Regions from separate parts of the Triticum aestivum genome. Here region 1 is linked to region 2. Evidence: chromatin contacts called from public Hi-C data. All regions are on one chromosome and are shown on one strand. Each heading gives the region's core, a stretch centred on a gene start, on an enhancer-like site or on the middle of the called end of the contact. The rest is flanking DNA. Distances are from core to core; before and after follow the strand shown. Region 1 holds the start of LOC123167976 (adenine nucleotide transporter BT1, chloroplastic/mitochondrial). Region 2 holds the start of LOC123165791 (probable homogentisate phytyltransferase 1, chloroplastic).

Region 1 (5,255 bases), core at 1,327-3,826, 140 kb before region 2:
TCATCTTTGCCACGGTTCAGTACAACTCACACAAATGATTGCCTGCTTTGCTATAGTTCAGTACAACTGTAAAAAGTAACAAAGAAACACACACGGGACTATAGTTAGGCAAGACTGAAAATGAGTTTGTAGTATAATGCTGTTTGGGAACTTGCTGAGCCAGCTACAAAAACACACAGGACGTACAGGCTCCACACAAGGGTCCAATTCCAGAATCAACATAGACATCAAGTCCAGGATTGTTTTACATAGACATCAAGTCCAGAATCGTCTTATCCAACACTTGAGCATGCCACACTCTTTTTTTTAAGAACTGCATGCCACATACATATCATTTCAAAAGATGAGCAATATATTTAAGGAGCAGTCATCCTTTTCTAGCACCCCATATCTACATATCAAGAAATCACTAACCACTCGTCAGAAAATTCGATTCACATGTGACAATTGCTTGGTTAACATAACATCCTCTTTTAAGAGTGACTTGTGCAATGTTCTGTTAAACACCAGGCAATGCATACAATGATTCACCAATCTATCACTAAGCTCATACCAGATGGGCAAATTCCAACAAGATCTCGCACTTGTGCCTAGCAAAGCCCCAATCATCTTGACAATAGCAAGCTATCTTCTCGTCCTGATAATTGGCATAGTCCTGACGAAATCGATTCCATTAGCATCCAAGAAATGATCTCAGAGCAGAGCAAGAGCAGGGCATATACCAAATCATCATCCACAGAGGAGGCAGTTCTGTGAGAGGCCATGGCCTCTGGGGAAGGAAACGAACGGTGCAGCCACCGTGAAGGGGGAGCCAGGCAGAGATGGCGGCGGGCGGTGGGAGTGCCGGTAGGGAGGAGGAGAGTTCAGCGCGTCTCCCTCCTTGTGCTCGGTGGCCGTCGACGGCGAGGAAAAGTTGTTGGCAACTTGGCATGATCTTCAAGTCCCATCACTGTAGTTGACCTGGCACTTGGAGCAATACTTGCCATTGACTCCATCCTTCCCTGGTAAGTGCAGAAAGAAGTGTAAGATATTACATGCAGGAGCACCTAAGAGTTAGCTTGTCATGAGAGCTGTAGCACAATGAACTCCAAAAAATCAACAATGCCATGCTAAAGTAGCAAACAAAGAAAATGTCTAATGCATTGGCATTCAGATGTACTAAGAAAAAGAGAGTTACAATAATGCTGCTAATAAAAAATATTCGTGAGTACAGCAGAATGTAGTTGGCATGGCATCATGGAATTATGAGCATAATTGGTTTGATGCCAACAATTGGCATTGCCAATATTTGGCAAGCCAACATTTGGCAAAATCAAAAGTTGCCAAATGTTGGCAACTTTTTTGTGAGGTTGAGAAGAAAAGTTGATAGCCAACCAATCACTAGCCAACATTTGGCATTTGCCAAATATTGGCATACCAACTTTTGGCATCGAACCAATCATGCTCTATGTGATGACACATAGCACCAAAATGCTAAATCTGTAGGAATGTAGTGCCACTTTTTTGCACCTGAATAAGGAAGACCAAGGCAGGATCAACCAAAGCAGACATTGAATACATATGCAGGTTGAAGAAAATGAAGTAGAAACAAACATCTATGTTTCAGCAGCTGGCAAACATGCCACTTCCCCGTTACAAGCAGGAGATATAGCCCTTCAGGTTGCTGCAGAAATAATTTCCAAATTCAGATGCAAGCAGGCCATTTTTCTGGTGGATAATCTGACCCCAGCCAAAGCAGCAGTGTCAAGAAATATTTTTCTTTCCCCTGGGCATTGGGGTGATGAGAAACCAGCTAGCAAATTTCTTTGCTACAACAGCGAACATCCGTATACAAATTCATGACATACCAAGGAAGGAACCTTAACTCTGTGGCTCACAACTGTGCTTCAGAAGTAAGTAGATCAGACAAGGCGGTGAGCAAAAATACGGCATGTTGTAGCTTAGCACATACAGGTGATCAGTGTCCTATGCTTTCAAAGCTAGGCAACCTAGATGTTAAGGATTGCCAAATCCTGAATGTAAAATGTGTTTGATAATGAACATAAGGCGCCGCCTCTTGTCCAAAATAAAAGGAAGGCCAACGAGCTAATACATTTGGTTCATCACTAAACCAAAACCACCACCGTATTAGTTTTGATGGAAATGCTGAAGAAACAGAGCAGACAGGGCATTCTCACAAATCAGTGTGGCGCGTATTGCAAGTGTTAATGGATCTCGGTCATGCGCTTAGACCAACGAGCACTTCATGTTCAGGCACTTGGAACAGGTAGATACAATTACTTTGCTCAGGCCATAGATTGTTCATATTTCTCTACACCTAATTGCTTGAATATGCATGTAGTCTAAGCCAAATACAACAGTTCAGTTATTATTTTTCCCACGCCAGCTGAGAGATCACCACATTTTGCTCGGATCAGATAGGACATCTCACACGATCGATGTAAAGTGGACGATGGATTAGAACCAAAATACATACACAGTGAAAAGACAAGGTTGTAACATTCAAAAGGATGGGTACCTGAAGGCTGGAGCCCTCTTCTCCGGCGTCGGCGGATGCCGGATCTGGCGCCCGGTGTGGGGAGGGGGCGGGGATGGAGTGGTCTGTCCGCTGGACGTCGGAGCACCGTGGAGACACTGATCTCCCGAGGTCGCAGCCGGAGCACACGGCCGGCGAGGCCCGCCGCCGGAGCCCCGAATTAAGCCCCTCCCTGCCTCTGCTCGTGCTCGTTTTGTTCCGAACTGGGGGGCAGCACACATTTGGGGAAACGTTACAGCAGCTATTCTGTACTTCTTTGGGGTGGTTTTTGCAAGTTTCGAAGGGCATTGAATCCTGTCCCTATATTACGCATCTAACGGCTGGGCCGCGCATGGTGCAGCCGGCCGGAGCACCCTATCCTTGCGAGCACGGGCGCTCCCGACCAGAGTCCTCCCCGAGCGCGACAGCTAGGGTTCCTAGCCACCGCCGGCCCGCCGCCACTACTTCCGGGCCGAGGCCTCCGCCGCCCCGCTGCCGGCTCAGGAGCCCCACCAGCAGCGCCTCCCTCCCTGGACCAGCCGCCGCCGCCGCCGCCGCCCTGAGCTACTCCGGCGACCAGTCCATAGGCAGGTAGCCGCCACTCCTTCGCCCTTCCCTTCCTCCTCCCCGCTCCTTCCTCCCCCCTCGTTCCTCCCTCTTCCCTCATCCCCCCTCCCTCCTCCCTCTTGCATCCTCTCTTTGCTCAAAAGAAAACTTTCTTTCTTGATTTTTTTTATTGGATGAGTACCTGCTGTAGATTTGATATTATGAGAATATGTTTATGATCATTTCTTGATGATTACTTGCTGTATGATTTTCCAGTGCATGTTCCAAAGTTTACATGATTTGATATTGTTTAGGTAGTGCGTTGGTGGTGTCGAACTTTTTGGAGTGAGTGGCTAAGAATATGCTCTTTGTTGCGACCGTCAGTGCAGGGCGGCCGTCCACCACTGATTGTGCGTTTGCAGTCTGAGGCCGGCCAAGACGTTTACCCACCCATGGCGGGAACGATGATGGCCGTGACGGCCAAGAGCAAGAACTGCACGCTGGCCTCGGAGAAGAAACACGGGTGGGCTATCCCGCAGCTTCCGGAGCTCCGGTTCCCTTGGGATATGCAAGAAGACAACAAGGCCTTCTCGTTAAGCTTGCTGCATGACTCTGCCTCCCCTCACGGCGGGCTGTTTGCTAGCGTTGGTCTCAAAGTGTCGACGCCTGCTCCGGCAGTGTCAACCAGCCCGGCGGAGCAGGAGTTCAAGATCCCTTTTGCTGATCACTGCATAAAGTTTGTCTCGTCGGCAGTCGGGTTTCCAGTTGTTGGGGCCGTGGATGGGTCTGTGGAGGAGGAGGTGGTGGTGGATGGTAAGATTATTAGGAAGAAGGCCAAGAAGCGGGGGCTGAAACTGAAAATTAAGATTGGGAACCCGCATTTGAGGCGGCTGGTTAGTGGAGCTATTGCGGGGGCGGTCTCGAGGACTTGTGTGGCGCCGTTGGAGACAATTAGGACACACCTGATGGTTGGGAGCAATGGGGATTCAATGACAGAAGTGTTTCAGACAATTATGAAGACAGAGGGGTGGACAGGGCTGTTCCGTGGGAATTTTGTGAATGTCATCCGTGTTGCTCCAAGCAAGGCGATTGAGGTAACTTTCCATTTATGCTACTTGGCAATTCCCAATAGACCTTGTTGCTAAAATGTATCTTGTGATGTAACCAATGCCTGTTGTATTGCTGATGCTATTGAGGTTCTCTGCTGGTTAACCAATTTACTATAGGGTGTCAACTTCAATTTCACTTGTGGTCGTGTGGTATGGTATAGTTTTCAACACTTCAATTTGATGTTAATTGTGTAGCACACTTACAACAACCTTCAGTTTGCTGATAGATGCAGCAAAATTAATGTGGGAGGAGGGCCATAACAATAATGGGGCACCATTACTTTTTAGTCAATGTTATATAGCACCCAGGCTGCTATTAGTGAAGTAGGTGTAACTGTATATGCGATTTGTAAACACAGTTCCTGGAAAGGAGTTTGGGTTCACTTAACGGTGAGTTGATGCCCTGATGGTGTCCTACATTTGATTACAATTGAGTCTTATCTTTCATATGATCAAGGGTCTGTCCTCTAGTATTAGTATATGTTGGTCCTGACACTCTTAACAGAGTCAGACTGTGGACACTTATAGTGTGTATTTAGACCTTTATTTGTTTAGATTTACACTACCTCTACTCCCTGATTTGAATGATTGGCTGAACTGCCACTGCTTGCTTACTTATATCTTGTCTTCTGATATTATACTCTAGATGACAAAACATTAATGCAATTTCACTGTACAAACTTGCTTTGACTGTTGGTATAGAAGTACGATGGGTGGTTATGATTATCAGACTGCATAATTATATGTTACACTGACTTTTTTTGGGTGCATGCTACACTCAAATTGGTTGCGAGTCTCTAGGTTCAGTTCCTTTTATGCTTATGAATTTCAGTATGGGGACCTAAAATTTGTTATTAGTGATCAAACAGTTTGTTGTTTATCTCTAAGACATACTAACAATATTTTAATTTGATTGATCTCTTTGCATCCAAATGCAGCTATTTGCTTTTGATACAGCCAAAAAATTCCTGACTCCAAAGGCTGATGAATCCTCTAAGACTCCCTTTCCTCCATCACTTGTCGCGGGGGCACTTGCAGGTGTCAGCTCAACACTCTGCACATATCCTCTGGAACTGATCAAGACC
Region 2 (5,408 bases), core at 1,131-3,630:
TGGACACACTCTCCCCTCTCGTTGCTATGCATCACCATGATCTTGCGTGTGCGTAGGAATTTTTTTGAAATTACTACGTTCCCCAACAGGAAGTGCCTCAAAAAATGCCAAACTTCGTATTGGAAGAGCATATGACAAAGCAATTGGAAGTTATTGTGTCAAACCCATACATCTCTTGTCAGCGGCTGATCCCTTTTCAGAAATGACGCAGCAGGCAATGTTTGAATTTGGGCGCTGTAATCTTTGAATTTGAACCTTGCAATATTTATGGTATTTGTTATATTGAACCATTTCTGTTCTCTTGTCTCAACGCAAACAATTCATCTGGGTGAACCACATGTCGTACATCGCACACACCTTGATCTGGCTGACCGTTTCTTTTGTGTTGCCTAATCACAAACAGTTCATCCGAGTGAACCGTATGATGTACATCGCACACGCCTTCATCAGGATGCCAGGTTCTTTTGTTCCACCTCATCGCAAACGGTTCATTGGACTGAACCGTATGCCCTGGATTGCACACGCAACTAAAATCTGAACCGTGTTTGATGCATCCTCCATTGCAAACGTTTTGCACCTTTTTGACGTTTTTTTACATCCCCGTTTGTGATTAATGCATCGCACACAGTTTCATGAAAGGGTCTTTGATCGTAGTGTCGCGTTAGCAGCATCCTGTAGTAGTGAACAACTTTATTATTGCCTCTAGGGCATATTTCCTTCATAAACCTCTCCACATGGGCTATGACATATGCTTTGCTATGGTACTAGAAGGGAATGCACACTTTGTCGCGCCGTTACTCCCTGTCGCTTTTTCTAATAGAAACTCAACACTGGATGACACTACTTTCTTAAGACCCCCTTGGAGGGAAAGTGAAAATGTTGGGAAACGTAGTAGAAAAGAAAAACAAACCCTAGGAATCAACTCCCAAGATCACTATAAAGATGTCGATGAGATCGGATCAGATCATTACCAACTAGAGTGCAACGGAAGTAGAGTTGGTGTGGATTGTTGGTCCGCGACTAGGTTATATTCCTCTCAGCCATGGGAATTTATCCCTCGAACTAATTTGTAGATCGAGCACCGAAAGTACAGTGCATCTGCCGGTATCCACACATACGGAAGTAGTAGTTCAACAGAGCTTCACCATCTAGAATGAAAGATCCACCGAGAAAACTAGAGAGGAGAGAACGGGTTGCATAGGCAATGAGGGAAGGGGCAACCGTGGCTTGTGTGTGTTTGGTGTGCCCCTCCCACCTATATATAGGTGGAGGCCCAAGAGGTTTGCCGACCTAGGGAGGAGGAGTCCTCCCTGGATTGGCCACTCCAGTAGTCTCCCCAAGCTGCCTTGATCCATATGAACTCTTTGGTCCAACTGCCTTGGGCCCTTGGTGGCACCTTATCCCCCAAGGTGACGTGGCTTTGACCCACTAAGAACCTTCTATAACCTTCCAGATCTCTCTGAAAGCCTGCAGGACCTTTCAGGCACTTCTGTGACATTAGCGAACATTCTAGGAACTCCTAGAACACTTTCGGAGTCATCCCAAACACTTTCGGAACCCATTATCATACTCTCATTTATCTCATTGTATTCTAACAAACCACTAAATGTTAAGTATGTGACCCTGAAGGTTCAGTAAAGTGTAGACATGACCCGGAACTACCTTTTCATTCAATGGTCAATAGCCGAACCGTGGACATCCGTATTGACCCCTACGCCCACATGAATTAATACCGAGATGAACATGTTGTTCCGGTGTGCTATTCCCTTTGTTTCGTGATACTTTACAAAACCCGAGGTGAGACTTATTGGTATCCACATGAATCAACTTTTGATCACCATACCAAGTAATCCTCGTTACCGGTTTTGTTCTCTTTGCTCGCCTCTGTATTCCGCCATCCCCGTGAATATGTCACGTTGTGTCTGGCCAAACGATGATTAATATCGTAATACTGAGAGGGCCCTAAAAATATCTCTCCATCGTCGGAGGAGAAAACCTCGGTCTTGAGCTATGAAGTCCCTTGGCATGCATTTTTGATGCACTTGATAGTTGCCCTTATGATCACCTTGTTACGAGTAACGTTGACGAGCCCCAAAACACACCATCCGGTATGAATGTAGTTGATACTTTCATGGTCTAAAAATTGTGCATAACTGGACATCATTTGAGACACCCGGATGTGGGTGCTCACATTCTTAAATCTCAGGGCTAATTCATCAGGGCAAGCCAAACGGGCTGCTAGCTTTTGTGCGAATCTTCTCTGCAAGACACCTGTCACCGCTGACAAGGCTACCCACGATGCACCACGTGTTAACCTCGCTGTCAAGGTCAATTATATATACATACGCTCGGAAAAAGGGAAATGGCTCAACAGTCCAACGATTTGGACTTTGCGTCGCACGACTCTTTGGGGCTCTCCACCACCACTCCCTCCCTCCGTCCCCCGCCCGCTCTCCGTCTCACTGCCCACTCCCCACCCGCGCGCCGCCGCGGCGATGGACTCGCTCCGCCTCCGGCCGTCCTCGCTCCGCTCCGCGCCCGGCGCCGCCGCCGCCGCCCGCCGGCGAGGTGAGTGCCTCGACTCCCCCGTCCCCTACCCCTCCGCATGATTGGTGTACCGGTGATTGGCGCCTTTCAGTTAGTACTACTAGCTTTGACTAGATGCTGGCGCTGACGAATGGATGTAGTTAAGCGGGAGCAAGTGCGAGCTGACCTTACCGGATTCGGGGAGCAAAAGCGATGCCGGGGAGTGCGGTTCGTTGGGATGGGATAGGAGTGTTCTCCTAGTACGCCGCCCTTTTCCGGAATAGGAGTAGTAAGCCGAAAGGGGTCAGTGTTTTGTCACTGGTAATCGATCGGAAAAGTCGTGTCAAAGTGTTTCTACTCGCTAGCTCGGTTTTGCGGCGGATCAGGGCCGACGAAATGGATGTACTGGTAGGCGTAAATGAACCTGTAGACGACTTGAAGTAGTTTGACCATTCGGTACTTTTGTTAATAGCTTAATACTGTATTTTTTGGGGGAAATACAGCGGTTTCTTTGGCCACCTGGTACTTTTGTTCATGGTGAGTGGAGGGGACGCATGTTTTTCTGTGTGGTGAATTTTTAGCATGTACCAGGAGGATAGGTGGTGAATGGGGAAGAGATTTATGGTGCGATTTTAAGTGACATGTTTTTAACTTGTTATTAAGGTTAGTAGATAACCTGTCTGTTTTTGTTGGAATGATTTTGTCATGCTGTGTGCAAGGGCTGTGAAGTAGTGGTATCAAGGTAATGCTGGGGCGTTTCTAGTTTCAGTTGAGCAAGTGTTCGATTATGTCAGACACGAACGTATGCGCTGATGTATTCCTGATATGTTCGTACTAGTTTCATGCACAGTTCCTCTGCTATTGTACTACTTTATGCTCAGATATTTTTCGCTTGTGTAAAATTCATTGCGGTCTGTAATCAAAAAGCAGTTGTACAGTTGTACTACAACAAGTCTAGCGAGCGTTTCTGTGTTATCAGGTGCTTCCCATCTTCTTTCGGCGTGCATAACGGGCTGACCTTATGGAAATGAAGTAGGCAAAATGTAAAAAAATAATATCATTATCTTCTTGGCTGATCCTATTCAGTAGTGAAAGGACTAAGCAAACAATATATTTTCCAATCTCTGAGTTCACATATTGTCACATGCCTTGCATTATGGATGAAGTTCTTCAATCTTTGTTTCCTGAGTGCTTGACGTAGTTTTGAAATGCTGATTTTCCAGATCATATTCTACCATCATTCTGTTCCATCCAACGAAATGGTGAAGGGCGAGTTTCTTTGTCCATCCAAGCGTCCAAAGGCCCTACTGTTGACCGTTGTAAAAAATTCTTGGATTGGAAATATTCTAACTATAGGATAGCACATCAATCGCTAAATACTTCTGCAAATGCTGGTCAATCACTACAGCCTGAAACTGAAGCACACGATTCTGCAAGCATCTGGAAGCCAATATCATCTTCTCTGGATGCGTTTTACAGGTTTTCTCGGCCACATACCATCATAGGAACAGTTAAGTCATGTTGATGTTGTTTCATTTACATGAATCAAGAGCGTATAAGATCTCTTAATGAAGCTAATATGCTTGGGCTGTGGCGTGCTTTTACTCTCTCTGGATCTAAGAGAAAAATTCTTGTTTAGGCAGGCACTAAGCATAGTCTCAGTTTCCCTACTAGCTGTCGAGAGCTTATCTGACATTTCTCCCTTGTTCCTCACTGGTTTGCTGGAGGTACAACTTTGAGCAGCACTTTTCTTCTACAGTGATGGAGTTGTATAAAAAATGATGCACTTTTGCTCCCATGTAGGCAGTGGTGGCCGCTCTTTTTATGAACATCTATATTGTTGGATTGAATCAGTTGTTCGACATTGAAATAGACAAGGTATTGTAGATTCATTGCAGTCTAAACTCTAAAATGTTTTGGTTCTGACTTTATAGTGCTGCTTTCTATTATATCTGTTTTGAACTTCTGTGGAACCTAATGTTGTTGACTTGCCAGGTTAACAAGCCAACTCTTCCACTAGCATCTGGGGAATACTCTCCTGCAATGGGAGTTGCAATAGTGTCAGTATTTGCTGCTATGGTAACGTCTTTTTAGACATTTATTACTGCTATGGTAACTATGTTTATTTGTCTGGAAAGAGATTTGGAAGTCTTATAGCTTATTTTGACATTTCCTTTCGATGTATTACTTAAGCATTTATCTTCTATATTACTCTTTGTAACTAATGATACTCCCAGACAATGAAATTAAGTAGCACAGTAAGAAACAAGTTCCTGCATAGGGACTTCTGAACTTTGATGGATATACGTGGTTGAGCACCTGCACTTAACAACACTTCCATTTCTCTTAAATCTAGTGAGGGTGTACATTATTGTCGCAGTTCTCCCGCTTCTATTTACTAGTTACACGGCAGTGAATAAAATCTATTCCATTCATTTGTAGTTGTGATAATCTTGGAAGAATAATTTGATAGTTGATTTACTTGGGCTCTTTGCTGTCAGTCTGTCAGACTAACAGGAGCGTTGCTATTTGAACTGCAGAGCTTTGGCCTTGGATGGGTTGTTGGATCACCACCTCTGTTTTGGGCTCTTTTTATCAGCTTTGTTCTTGGAACTGCTTATTCAGTCAATGTAAGAGCTTATGTCTTTATGATCATCAACTCAGCACATATGACATGAGGTTCCCGTATATTCATATTTTCTGTGATTGTGTTGTTACCTACTCCCTCCGTTCACTATTATAAGATGTTTTGGATATTTCAATATGGACTACATACAGATTGAAATGAGTGAACAAACACACTAAAACGCGTCTGTATACATCCGAATCAGAAAAAAGCTAGAACATCTGATAATAGTGAATGGAGGGAGTATTCTGCTGTA

What was found. Hi-C and Micro-C count contacts between places; a contact is called where the count stands out from the background.
Region 1: a contact with region 2 is called in a Hi-C map of leaf, with 2.5 times the contacts expected there. The contact joins the promoter of LOC123167976 here to the promoter of LOC123165791 in region 2. A contact is called at or near these places in 2 of 5 Hi-C or Micro-C datasets (both in leaf).

What each region holds. Positions count from the first base shown.
Region 1 is chr7D:595,349,834-595,355,088 of IWGSC CS RefSeq v2.1, reverse strand. LOC123167976 (adenine nucleotide transporter BT1, chloroplastic/mitochondrial) reads left to right here and starts at 2,576. Exons shown (of 4, transcript XM_044585836.1): 1 at 2,576-3,102; 2 at 3,446-4,155; 3 at 5,109-5,255. The coding sequence starts at 2,592. It overlaps LOC123167979 (a long non-coding RNA gene), which reads right to left and starts at 2,743. Exons shown (of 3, transcript XR_006484171.1): 1 at 2,519-2,743; 2 at 723-1,001; 3 at 65-655.
Region 2 is chr7D:595,208,008-595,213,415 of IWGSC CS RefSeq v2.1, reverse strand. It overlaps LOC123165791 (probable homogentisate phytyltransferase 1, chloroplastic), which reads left to right and starts at 2,380. Exons shown (of 12, transcript XM_044583524.1): 1 at 2,380-2,568; 2 at 3,750-4,036; 3 at 4,170-4,253; 4 at 4,330-4,404; 5 at 4,522-4,605; 6 at 5,067-5,156. The coding sequence starts at 2,496.